Linked DNA regions of Sus scrofa: all the other regions are linked to region 1. A link is a contact called in public HiChIP or PLAC-seq data. All regions are on one chromosome and are shown on one strand. The core of a region is the stretch at or near the end of the contact, and the rest is flanking DNA. Distances in the headings are between cores, read along the strand shown. Region 1 holds the start of DDX6 (probable ATP-dependent RNA helicase DDX6). Region 2 holds the start of HYOU1 (hypoxia up-regulated protein 1). Region 3 holds the start of IFT46 (intraflagellar transport protein 46 homolog).

Region 1 (3,980 bases), core at 678-3,177:
TCAGGCCCCCTTTGAAGGTAACAGTTTATTTATGAACACATCCCTTTCCTTTGGCTGGTCTGAGCGGTCTAGGGAAAGAGACCTGAGCGGGCTGTGGCCTGTTTTAAATCCCTAGGCTCTCCTCCCTCCCACTCCCTTTTTGCTCTCCTCCCCTTCACATTCCTGCTACTTGGAAAGACAGTGAGGCCTCATACTTCAACATTTTCTTAAAGAACCACTTAGCCATTCTTTCTCCGGGATGGGCACAAGATGCCAGTTATTCCCTTAAATGAGTGGATGTTTTAAAAGCTGGGTGGGAGACCACATACTACAAATTTAGATGAACAAATTAAAGGGAATTAAAAAATCTCAAGAACAGCTTTTTCACACTTCTCTACCACCTTTCCTTAGGCTGTGTGGAAATAAAATAAACGAAGACCACCAATGAGAACAGGCTATTCATTCAAAGCTTGCTGTAACAAGGGAGCCAGCCGCCTTCTCTTAGTTTGGTAGACTTAGAGGCCGGCAGTTTAAAAAAAAAAAAAAAAAAAAAAAAAAAAATTAAATTAAAAAAAAAGGGCAGGGGGCGGCGGTAAAGCTTCAGGGTATGCTCTGATTGGAGGTTGTTAACACGGGGTAGCTGGAGGCGGGCTAACTAGAAACTGGGCATCTTAAGTGATTGGTTTGAGGGAATATATTTGGCTTTCTCTGATTGGTCCCGAGTTGGGAGCAGGGGCAAAAATTCGGGAAGCTGGCAGTCAACGACGAAGTTTTTTGCCCCTTCCGTCACTGCAGAGGCTGTGGTTTCGCCTCTCGTGCTACTGGAAGCAGAAGTTGAGGGTCGTCAACACATGGTTTGGTCATTGCCCTGTATATTGTCTCTCAGCTGGGTGAGACCCAGGTTTATATTTTCCCTGGACCTAACTTAAACGTTCTAGCTTCCAGTTCTTGTTTTACCTGGAACAAGAGTCCATTCCTGTTATTTTTGTTAAGGATAAACGGAGACATTCAGATGTGAAAAATATTTATGGGTATAAATACATAATTATCTTTCTGATGAGGGTCAATCTGGAAAGGGAGTCGCCTTCGGTCTTCTGGTTCCCCATTTATGTGCAGAGCTCTTATTCCTATAATAACTGACTCAGTGTTTCTTTCCTTTGGGAGAGGCTAGGCCTCCCTGGTTCCCTCTCTGAGAATTGCTCTTTGGAGCAGAGCGAGGAGGATCGCTGCCCCAGTGTCCCATTCTCTTTCCTGAGGCTCGCTCTCCGGGTTCCGGCCGTGGTCGCACCTTGGCTACTCAGCATCCCAACACCCCCGCGCCAGATCCGCCTCTACAGTCTCCCCCACCCCCCGCTTGCCCTGACACAGCGCCCCCTGTCCCCAGCCCCGCGCGCTCCCCGGGGTTCTCCCCGCTGCACCGGTCCCGGCTGGCCCCCCTTCCGGTGCCCAAACCCCGGCGCGCGCTGGCGCCTCCAGACTACTGGTTCCGCGTGTTCCTGGATGGAGGCCGGAGGGGCTCGGACGCGACCCCTCGGTCCTGCAGCAGCCTCCTTCGCCCGCGGGAGATGTCAGGTCAGCTCTCCCGTCCCCGAGCCGCTACCCGGTCTTTGGTCAGGAAAAAGCAGATCCTCCTCAGGTCCCACGCTCCCGATTTCCACTCTAGGGGGACCCTTCCCAGCGACCATTCCCCTATCATTTCTCCTCAGCTGTAGAAAGAGCAGCCCTCCTTTCCCTTCAGAAAGGGAGCCGTATTTCCCTTCCGACTTCCCCTCCACCGGGGCCCCGTGAGTCCCGGATCCGTAGGAAAGCACAGGCCTTCATTTTCTCCTCGGGTAGGTTCCCTGGCCAGGATTTGTCCTGTCGCGAAGCAGGACAGACTGAGACGCCGCGGCCGACACAGCTGCGGCGGCGGCCGGAGTCTCGCCATCTTGCGCGGAGGAGGAGCCGCAGCGGCCGCCATGCGGAGAACGCAGGGAGGAGGGGGGCAGGGAGCGGGGGAGCCGAGTTAGCTCAGTCCGGGCGGCGGCTTCGACGGCGCCTTGAGCGCGGGCAGCGGCGGAGGTAGGGCTGGACGGCCCCGGGAGCGGGCAGGCGCTGGCTGGTCGGCAGTGCAGCCCTGGCAGCTGAGCGGGGGCGGGGCGGGAGGAGGCCGAAGCGAGGGGCCGGGTGGGGGCGGGCGGAGGTTTCCGAGGAGGAAGGAGCGGCCGCCATTTTGGGAGCTTCGAGTCAACAATAAAGGACCGGGGGTGCCGAGCGGGAGTGGCCTCGGTGGTAGGACTCGGGCTCGAGCCGCGGGAAGTGGGGTGAGGCGGGGGGGTGGAGGTCGGCGTTGACGCCGAGGCTGCGGGTAGCCCCCCGGCAGCTCTGAAAGGGGGTCTGAGGTGGAGGCCTGAGGCCTGGCCGGGCCCTGGGGAGGAAGGCGGGTGGCGGGCGGCAGCTGTGTGGGGTGGGGGCGCCCGGGAGGAGTAGGATGGAGCAATGTGGTGCGCGACAGGGTCTGGAGAAGGAGCGGGCGAAGTTCGCAGAGGAGTTTTGTAGAAGATGAGGGAAGGTGGGACCGTAGGAGGCAGCAAGGACTTAGGGAGATGGTGGAGGTTACTGGGTAAAAGGCGGCCCTATAGGGGGCGGCAGGGATATGCGGTGTCGGGAGAGCTTGGTTTGGAAGAGGACCGGCTGTTTGATCTGAGTAAGGCCGTGTAGGTCAATAACAAGGCGGTGATCTTGGAGCCCCGGATTCTTGGAGAAAAGAACAGGCCTTCTGACTTAAGGGTTTCTCTTTGGGGCCTTTTTGGGGGAGTCCCTATTGTTCCCTACCCGCGGAGCTGGTTCCCTGCTCTTGTTGCGCAGATACGATTGCAGGGCTCCAGCCCTTTTGTGTTTATGGGTCCAGAGAGCTGACTTGAAGTGTGTGGGTTTTTTTGGGTGGGGGTGAGAAGATAGAAGCAAGAAATGATTTCCCTACAATTAGGGAGCTCGAATCATTGGCTTGTTTCTTTCCCTTATCGCCCAGTCCCCTTTCTCTTCGACAGTCCCCTCATCCCTTCAAAATAGAACAGTCACTCTAACTTGCACACCAAGCTTAGAGAAACTGCGCTGCATTTGCAAACAAAAGGTCTTTTTGGAGATGACGGTACAGTTTGGCGTGTGAAACTGTCAGTTGCTAACTACGATCTGGAAAGTGCTGTAATTAACTCCGCTAGGGGCTCCTCCCAACTAGTCTGTGTGTCGTTCGTATTTTTGAAAATGTAGAAATATAACTTGCAAATCTAAATTGAGAAAGGGTAGGAGGAATATTTCCTTTCCTGAGACATAAAGCTGCAGTGCAGGCTTTAGCTTAATTAAGAGGGGAGCAGTTATCACATAGTCACATTTTGGATATAGGAAGATAGAAGGTCTTGTGTGTATAATGGACAGTGATGATATCATTTAATCTTTAGAGGTTGCCTTCTTCATCCTCTTAGTGCTTTGCAAACCAGTCTTCTGGTGTGAAGTAGCTGGTATTGCTGATCATAATATAAACCTGTCAATACTGGAAACCACTTACTACCTTGAACTGAAATTAGGTGGCTGTTAACCACCCTCTGCTTAAGAGGACTTTCAGCTTCTTGGGAGACGTGGAAATAGACAGCTTTGTGTATGTGATGATCAAGATTTGCTTTTGAGCAGCTTGATTTTTATTTAAAAAAAAAACCTCAAAGAGTATTTTAAAAGATTTTATAGTTTGAGAAATCTCGGTATATGGCAAGAAAACATTAACTAGTAAGCTAGTGTATTTTTGGTAAAACATTTAAAGCAGTTGACAAACCAAACAGGCCTTTATTTTCTGGCTTTTTCTGCCTGGCTTTTAAATTAAGTTTTTATTTACAAATAATTTGATTGGGGAATAGTTTTTTAAAATTTAACTATTAATTGGTACTCTGGGTTTCCTGGAGAGTTTGATCAAAGTTACTAGTGTTTTTAGCCTCTCACAGATTTTTTTTTTAATAGAAGTAAATTCCTTT
Region 2 (3,980 bases), core at 404-2,903, 210 kb before region 1:
CTGTGGCTCTGATTCAACCCCTAGCATGGGAATTTCCATGTGTCGCAGGTGCGCCCCCCCAAAAAAAGTTAAACTTTTAAGTGAATTTCTCTTTATTTCTACCAATTTCTCTTCTACCTGAGGACTAAACTATTCTTTTTTTTTTTTCTTTTTTTTCTTTTTTAAGGCTGTTCCCTCAGCATACGGAGGATCCCAGGCTAGGGGTCTATTCAGAGCTACAGCTGCCGGCCAACGCCACAGCCACATCAACTCCAGATCCAGGCCTCATCTGCCACCCACACCACAGCTCACGGCAACACCAGATCCTTAACCCACTGAGCAAGGCCAGGGATCGAACCCACAACCTCATGGTTCCTAGTCAGATTTACTTCCACTGGTCCACTATGGGAACTCCCCTGAACTATTCTTAAAGGGAAGAAAAATAGACCTCTCCCTGGTACTGAAAGATTTATCTTCTAAGCGTAGAATCCTCTGGAGTTTCCTTGCAGAGCAGTGTTAAGGATCCAACATTGTTACTGTAGCAGCTCAGGTTAGTGCTGGGGCTTGAGTTCAATCCCTGGCCAGGGAACTTCACACGCTGCCAGAGTGGCCAAATAAGAAGAAGAAGAGACACAGAAATTTAATTCTCTCTCCCTAATCAACAAGAAAAATGTAGGGAAAGGAACAGATAAGGGTTTCTTAACCTAACCCTAGCTGTCACTGCCAGGGCCTTCATGAGAACCTTTTATGAAAGGAGGCCAGACATCAATTTTGTGAGAGGAGAGAAGCAAACGATATTCACATTAAAGAAAAGTATGCTCATCTCAATAAAACTGGGAAAAGAAAATAAAGTGCGCTCTTCAAGGACCAAATACATTTCTATGGGTCGGTAAAGGACAGAGAGGAGTGAGGAGCGTTGATAATTGCCGAGGTGCTTTGATTCGAAGGAGAAAAAAAGGGATGTGCACAAGTTTAATTGAAGAAAAACAGGAGGTGGTGTATCTGTGCTTAACCAATTACAAGTAAAATTATTTTGTGTATAGCGTTTTGCAGTTTGGAATATTCTTTCTCATACAAATTAGAAAAGAGTTTAGGCCAAATTCGGCCACTAAGACAAGCATTATCTCCGACCCATCAGCGAGCATCTGTTTTGGTGGTTTTACTTTCCTCAAAAAAACGAAAAGAAAATCAACTATGATGGAAAAATAAAAACCACATTTTAAAAAAATAAACGAAGGGAGGTCGGGGTGGTCTACGCCCGAAGCGCAGCGGTTCTCTGATTTCCAGCCAAAGCCTAGGGCAGTTCAATACCGACCAGCTAGAGAGCGCCTCTTCCGCTTGGCTGCGGAGGGGATGCGGGTCACTCCCGCTCCTCCGCCGGGGTTCCCAGGTAACCGACCGGAAGAGAGGGCCAAGTGCGGGCCCATCTTTGCGCCCACTTGCTCCAGGTACCGGTTACCCGCGACCCGGGCAGTCAGACGTCCAGCGAGGCAGCCGGAAAGGTCCCGCGATCGCACCAGGACCGACGCTGAGCCGTATGACGTGGGCCAATCGGAAGCCGGCGTCGGCGGTTTTCTTCCAACTGGTTGACTGGCCCCTTCGCTGCCTCCCCGGCAGGGGCTGGAGACGGAGGAGGGGGCGGGCCTAGGACGTGGCCCAATGGGAGCGCGCGCCGGGGCGGCAGGGGGAAGGACAGGGCGTGCTGCGCAGGGCCGGGCGGCGGAGGCTCCAATGAGCGCACGCCGCGTCCCGGGCCGGCTGGTGCGCGAGACGCCGCCGAGAGGTGGGTGGCTAATGTAACAGTTTGCAAACCGAGGGGAGTTGTGAAGGGCGCGGGCTTGAGGGGTGCTCTGCCAGCCTCGTGGGTCCGTCCGCCAGTGCGTCTGTCCCAGAGCTGGGGCCATAGGAGCGGAGGCAGAAGGTAGAGGGGGTGGGGATGGCGATGGGGACCGACCACCCCTTCTAGGGGAGGTAACGTGCTAGCTCCGGGGGCGGGTCGGTAGCGGGAGTGAGGGCCGCGCGGACGCCGGTGAGCTTGGCCCCGCAGCTCGGTCCTCGGGCCGCCCACACACCTTAGGGGTGGGCTAGGGACGGTTTCCGGGAGTGAGAGCCACCGCCTTCGGCAGGTGAACTCGGGGGACTCGGTACCCGTCCGTCCCGGACTCTTACCGTTCCAGACTCAGCGTCTGTGTAGGCAGCTGGGCCCGGGATGGGATGAAGAAGGGGGACAGGCCGGACAACCCGAAGGGATGCTGATGAGACAGGCCCTTCTTCCATCTCCTCCTCCCCCAACGTCACCATCTCTCAGTTCCTGTCCAGGCCCGACCTGGCTTTCCCCGCCAGCGGAGGGCCCCCAGGTGTGGGAAGGTAGTTGAGCCCTGGGCCGGGATCTCTGGCCGCCCCCCAGGTGTCTGACATCAGGGACAGTGCTAGAATGCGCTGGTTGCCGTGGGCGGAAGGCCCTGGTTTTCTTCCTCCTGCTCTGTTACCTTCCCTGTTTAGGGATGTAGTGGCTTTAGCTCAGGACTCATGTCATTTCACCTGGGCCTTTGTGTGGGTACTTCTGAGGACGATGAGAGTGCTTGTTTCTCACTAGGAAGGAGGGGAAGGGATGTAGACTGCCCTGCCCTGGGTGAGGATGGAGGAGGTAGGAATTTTAAAGCTTCTCTGTTCTGGATGAGGTTCTGCCTCCTTACTCAGGGCATCCAGTTAGTTACAGGTGTTGTTTTTCTCCTCCCCCAGGGACGCAATGGCAGCCATGGTCAGGAGGCAGAGGCCGAGGAGGCTAGCCTGTTGGGCCTTGATGGCTGTGCTCTTGGCAGACCTGCTGGCGCTGAGTGGTGTGTACCCCAACAGAGGCATCCAAAGAGACATAAATGAGTGAAGGATGAGTGATGTGTGGTGGGAAGCCTCTGCAGTCTTGAGCTGCTGGACCCACACCTTTGTCTTTCTCTGTCCTACCTTCTCCATGGAAGGTGCTTTAATGAGCAGGCCCTCAGGAAGATGGGGAAAGGGGGCTAATTGACAAATCTGTTTCCCCTTCAGACACACTGGCAGTGATGTCCGTGGACCTGGGCAGCGAGTCCATGAAGGTGGCCATTGTCAAACCTGGAGTGCCTATGGAGATTGTCTTGAACAAGTGAGGGCAGCCCCAGTGTTGGGTGGGGAAAGAGGGAGTCTGGACCCCAAGCTGCCATGTATTCTTTCTGGTGCCCTCAACAGGCCTTGGTGTCTGCATGATTGATTGTATGTGGGGTATGGAGGCTCTTGAGAACACACCTTGCCGTTGGGCATCTGATCTCAGTGTCTCTTTTCCTCAGGGAATCCCGGAGGAAAACCCCAGTGACTGTGACCCTGAAAGAGAATGAAAGATTCTTTGGAGACAGTGCAGCAAGCATGGTGAGCTAGCAGCCCACCCCCTTGCCAGAAGCAAGGGCCAGAGGAGAGGGGATGACTGACCCCGGAGCCTGTTCCCTGATCGGTCTCTGGGGTATGAGATCAGTGATGTTAGGCTTGGGAGCCTAATGCTCTGCTTCTCCTTTACCTCTTAGGCCATCAAGAATCCAAAGGCTACACTGCGTTACTTCCAGCATCTCCTGGGGAAGCAGGAGAATAACCCCCATGTGGCTCTTTACAGAGCCCGTTTCCCAGAGCACGAGCTAGGCTTCGACCCACAGAGGCAGACTGTGTACTTCCAAATCAGCCCGTGAGTGTCCTGCTGGGGAAGGTGGGCTCTGTGGGTCTGACGGGATCCCCATTGGCGTGTGCCCCCGTTGTCCTTGCCTTGACGCCTGGCTTTCCTTGCTGCTGACCGCCCCCTCCTCCAGGCAGCTGCAGTTCTCACCTGAGGAGGTCCTCAGCATGCTTCTCAATTACTCGCGTTCTCTGGCTGAAGACTTTGCAGGTGAGTGGCCAGGGTGGGGCCATTGGCAGCCGGGGTCCTTAGAGTCTCAAATGGAGGCAGTTTTGCTTCCCGGGGAGCATTTGGCAATATCTGATGA
Region 3 (3,980 bases), core at 679-3,178, 200 kb after region 1:
GCCCCCCTGACAGGAGCGCCGGCCGCTTCGCCTCCTGCCAAGATGGCGGCCTCGAGCCACGTCTCCAACCGGAAACGGCGCGGGTCAAAGGCCGGGAGGCGGGGCGCCGTGAGTGGGGAGACCGGGCGCAGGGCTGCTACGCAGGCTGTGCCATGGAGTCCTGGAGCCTCCACCTCCTGCGTGGAACCGCTGGCTTCAGTTCCTTCACCGTCCTCAGCGCCTTCGTTTAAATTGCGAAATCTCTTGCAGTTTATAAAGCTCTCAGAGCCACTGGTAGCATTTAACATACAAAATAACTGGTGTTCATAAGGGACTAGTAGCCAGAATATATAAAGAATCCTTAAAACTCAACAATGGAAGGAGTTCCCCTTGTGGCTCAGTGGAAACGGAACGGGACTAGGATCCATGAGGATTTGGTTCCATCCCTGGCCTGATGCAGTGGGTTAAGAATCCAACATTGCCTGAGCTGCAGTGTAGGTGACAGACACAGCTTGGATCTGGCATTGCTGGTGGCTGTGGCAGCAACTGCAGCTCTGATTTGACCCCTAGCCTGGGAACTTACATATGCCACGGGTGCAACCATAAAAAGACAAAAACAAAACGATAGATGGCCAATAAGCACATAAAAATATGCTCAATATCTTTAGTCCTTAGGGAATTGCAAATCAAAGCTTGCTAGGATGGCTATAATAATAAGAGTTGGTGAGAATGTGGAGAAATTAGAACTCTCATACACTGCTGGCGGGAACCTGAAGTAGTTTAATTGTTTGGGGAAAGCTTGGCAGCTCCTCAAAAAGCTAAGCATGGGGTTACCATGTGACCCAGCAATTCACTCCTATGTATGCGCCCAAGAGAGTTAAAACCACACACCCATACACAACCTTGAACACTAATGTTCATAGAAACATTGTTCATAATAGCCAAAAAGTGGAAACGATCCAAGTGTCCCTCAGTACTCGAATGAATAACAAAATGTGGTATATTTAGAGTTCCCACCGGCAAAGCGGAAACGAATCCGACTAGGAACAATGAGGTTTCGGGTTCAATCCCTGGCCTCACTCAGTGGGTTAAGGATCCGGGGTTGCCATGAGCTATGGTGTGGGTTGTAGACGCGGCTGGGATCTGGCATTGCTGTGGCTCTGGCATAGGCCGGCAGCTACAGCTCCGATTAGACCCCTAGCCTGGGAACCTCCATATGCCGTGGAGGAAGCTCTAAAAAGACAAAAAAAAAAAAAAAAAAAAAAGGTAGTATATCTAAACAATGGAATATTAGTCACAAAAAGGAATTAAATTCTGATACATGATACAACATGGATGAACCTTGAAAATACTATGTTAAGTGAAAGATGCCACTCACAAAAGACCGTATCTTCTATGACTCCATTTATGTAAAATATCCAGAACAGATAAATCCATACAGAGAAAGAATGGCCGGCAGCTACAGCTCTGATTTGACCCCCAGCTTGGGATTTTCCATAGGTCGCAGGTGCAGCCCTAAAAAAAATTAAAATTAAAAAATTAAAAAAGCGGGAGAATGTGTTAAATTTGAATCACAGGTAAATAATAATTTGTTAATACTATAAATATGTCCCATGCTATGGACACAGTGGAGGGGAAAGACTATAATGTAATAAAAATGCTATAAAAGTAGTACAGAATGTCAGGAATTGAGGCAACCCCTGAGTTTGCCTAAAGGCTGAGTGGTCTGACTTAATAGGAACTCATACCTACTGATCCTTTCCCTGGGTAAAAAATGCAGACCGTGTTTCGGGATCTAGAGCTTAACTCTCTACCAACCGGAATTCATCTGATTTGCTGCCTGCAGCCGCTAGATGCCACCACAGACACATCTGTTGAAATCTAAACAATCACGATGTGAGCTCCTCTTTTTCTGCTTGGCTCCTTAGCTGGGGAGAAACATAATGCGCGAGTTGAGCTCTCACGAGAGTTAAAGGAAGTCTCGCGATTTTTCTGTTTCTTTCTTCGCTCTTTTTATTTATTTATTTATTGTTTGTTTGCTTAGCTACTGACAACACGCCAGTTGCTCCCCTTCTTTCCAAGTAAAAGTGGCCTGGCCTGAGATTAGGGTGAGACCCCAGCCCTAGGCTGGGGTTCCTTCCAGATAGAAGAGACGGATTCGGAGGGGCTACAGGTAATTCGTACTCACCCTAACAGAGAACGCTTCCTCTCTCCCAAGAGGAATAGAAAGGACTCCTTTTCTGTCCTCGCAACCCCTCTCCACTTCTTTCCGTTTTCTTACCCACTATACTTTCTCCCTTCCCTTCACGCCATCACCGACCATTCTGCTTGCCTTACTCCCCACGAAACGTAAGGGGCATCCGAACTACAAGACGAGACCAAGGGGGGTGGGGTGGTCATGGTATAGATGAGGGTGATGCTTTTGGACCAAGAGACTAGAGTTTAACCTCTCTTAGAGGAACAGCCCCCGCCCTGGTGACTCTAGAAACAGAATTGTTTCTAGAACCTCTACAGCTAAGAAATCCCAGCAGCCTTGGGAAACTGACCGAACCTGAGGCTCACTTGAGCCGTTCTCTACAAAAGAGCTTTGGGGAAGGTGATGCAGAAGTTGGCTGTTGTTTCGCTCCAGGATTTCTTCGTTCTCCGGTCAGCCTGCCAGCAGTTCCTAAATAAGGGCTGCAGCAGAATGACTTAACTGCTTGAACTGGGGTGAGGGTTTCATGTAAAACTGGTGTCTCGGAACCATTGCTGGTTTGGAGTCCAGCTCCCCACAGAGTGCTTACTGTCCCGTGATAGGAGCTGTGTAATCATGTTTCCTTTTACTTAGACCAAGATTATAGAAAACCAGACATATGATGAGCGTCTAGAGATTAACGACTCGGAAGAGGTTGCAAGTATTTATACTCCTCCCTCAAGACACAAAGGTAAGAAATAAATGAAGAGAAAAGAAGACAGACGGTTCTCAGAGCAAAGAGCAGGATGGACTCATGATTGTTTCCAATAATTTTTTAGTTTATAATAGCAAATGTTGACTTTCAGAGTCAAGTTATTTGTTGTCGCTTCTGTTTTCTAACTACTTAAGGAGGGAGAAAACACCGCCACCCACATTGCAGGATCTTCCTTCAATCTGACCAGTTTCCCATCATCATTTATTTCGTGATACTCTTTACCCATAATCTGCCAGGGGTTCATGTTTGTTTATTTAATTTATCAAAAGTCTTGGAGTTCCCGTCGTGGCGCAGTGGTTAACGAATCCGACTAGGAACCATGAGGTTGCGGGTTCGGTCCCTGCCCTTGCTCAGTGGGTTAACGATCCGGCATTGCCGTGAGCTGTGGTGTAGGTTGCAGACGCAGCTTGGATCCAGCGTTGCTATGGCTCTGGTGTAGGCCGGTGGCCACAGCTCCGATTCGACCCCTAGCCTGGGAACCTCCATATGCTGCGGGAGCGGCCTAAAGAAATAGCAAAAAGACAAAAAAAAAAAAAAAAAAAGTCTTTTGCTCAGTTTTGAAGATGCTTCAGTAACCTGCGCTTAACCTGCAATGCCAATTAAAATCTCAACGGAATATTTTTAGAGGACTTCACACCATCATTTATTCAACAAACATTTTTTGAATGCCTGCTGTCAGCCTTATGCTTCGCACTAGGTATGCTGTATTAAAAGAGACATTAACCCTGTCATCCTGATGCTTGTGATTACGGGAGACAGACGCCAAATAAATAAAGAGACAAAATTACAGATGCATTAAGTGCATGATGGAAGCAAAGAGTTTGATGTTATGGAGAATATTGGTGAGGAATGGGCTCCACTTTTGATAGAAGGATCAAGGAAGACCCAAGGAGGTGATAGTTGAAGCTGAAAGATGAGAAGGGTCTCGACATTGAGGAAAAGTAAGCCAGGAAGAGGGAGCAGCAAGTGAAAATTGAAAAGGCACTGAGGCCAGAAAGAACTTCATTAGTTTGAGGACTTGAAAGAGACCAGCATATGGTAGGGGGAAGTAGC

What was found. HiChIP or PLAC-seq counts read pairs in DNA pulled down with a chosen protein or histone mark.
Region 2: an H3K27ac HiChIP or PLAC-seq map of alveolar macrophages shows a contact between it and region 1. The contact joins the promoter of HYOU1 here to the promoter of DDX6 in region 1. A contact is called at or near these places in 2 of 2 datasets of contacts at active chromatin or transcription factors (alveolar macrophages and skeletal muscle).
Region 3: an H3K27ac HiChIP or PLAC-seq map of alveolar macrophages shows a contact between it and region 1. The contact joins the promoter of IFT46 here to the promoter of DDX6 in region 1. A contact is called at or near these places in 1 of 47 Hi-C or Micro-C datasets (brain) and 2 of 2 datasets of contacts at active chromatin or transcription factors (alveolar macrophages and skeletal muscle).

What each region holds. Positions count from the first base shown.
Region 1 is chr9:46,061,204-46,065,183 of Sscrofa11.1, reverse strand. It overlaps DDX6 (probable ATP-dependent RNA helicase DDX6), which reads left to right and starts at 1,927. Exons shown (of 13, transcript XM_021062947.1): 1 at 1,927-2,040. LOC106504894 (proline-rich receptor-like protein kinase PERK2) reads right to left here. Exons shown (of 2, transcript XM_013979478.1): 2 at 1,797-2,594. The coding sequence ends at 1,797.
Region 2 is chr9:46,274,729-46,278,708 of Sscrofa11.1, reverse strand. It overlaps HYOU1 (hypoxia up-regulated protein 1), which reads left to right and starts at 1,653. Exons shown (of 25, transcript XM_021062954.1): 1 at 1,653-1,762; 2 at 2,722-2,819; 3 at 3,025-3,118; 4 at 3,300-3,378; 5 at 3,531-3,685; 6 at 3,807-3,883. The coding sequence starts at 2,729.
Region 3 is chr9:45,859,866-45,863,845 of Sscrofa11.1, reverse strand. IFT46 (intraflagellar transport protein 46 homolog) reads left to right here and starts at 1,928. Exons shown (of 12, transcript XM_003357317.4): 1 at 1,928-2,152; 2 at 2,807-2,903. It overlaps ARCN1 (coatomer subunit delta), which reads right to left and starts at 74. Exons shown (of 10, transcript XM_003357318.4): 1 at 1-74.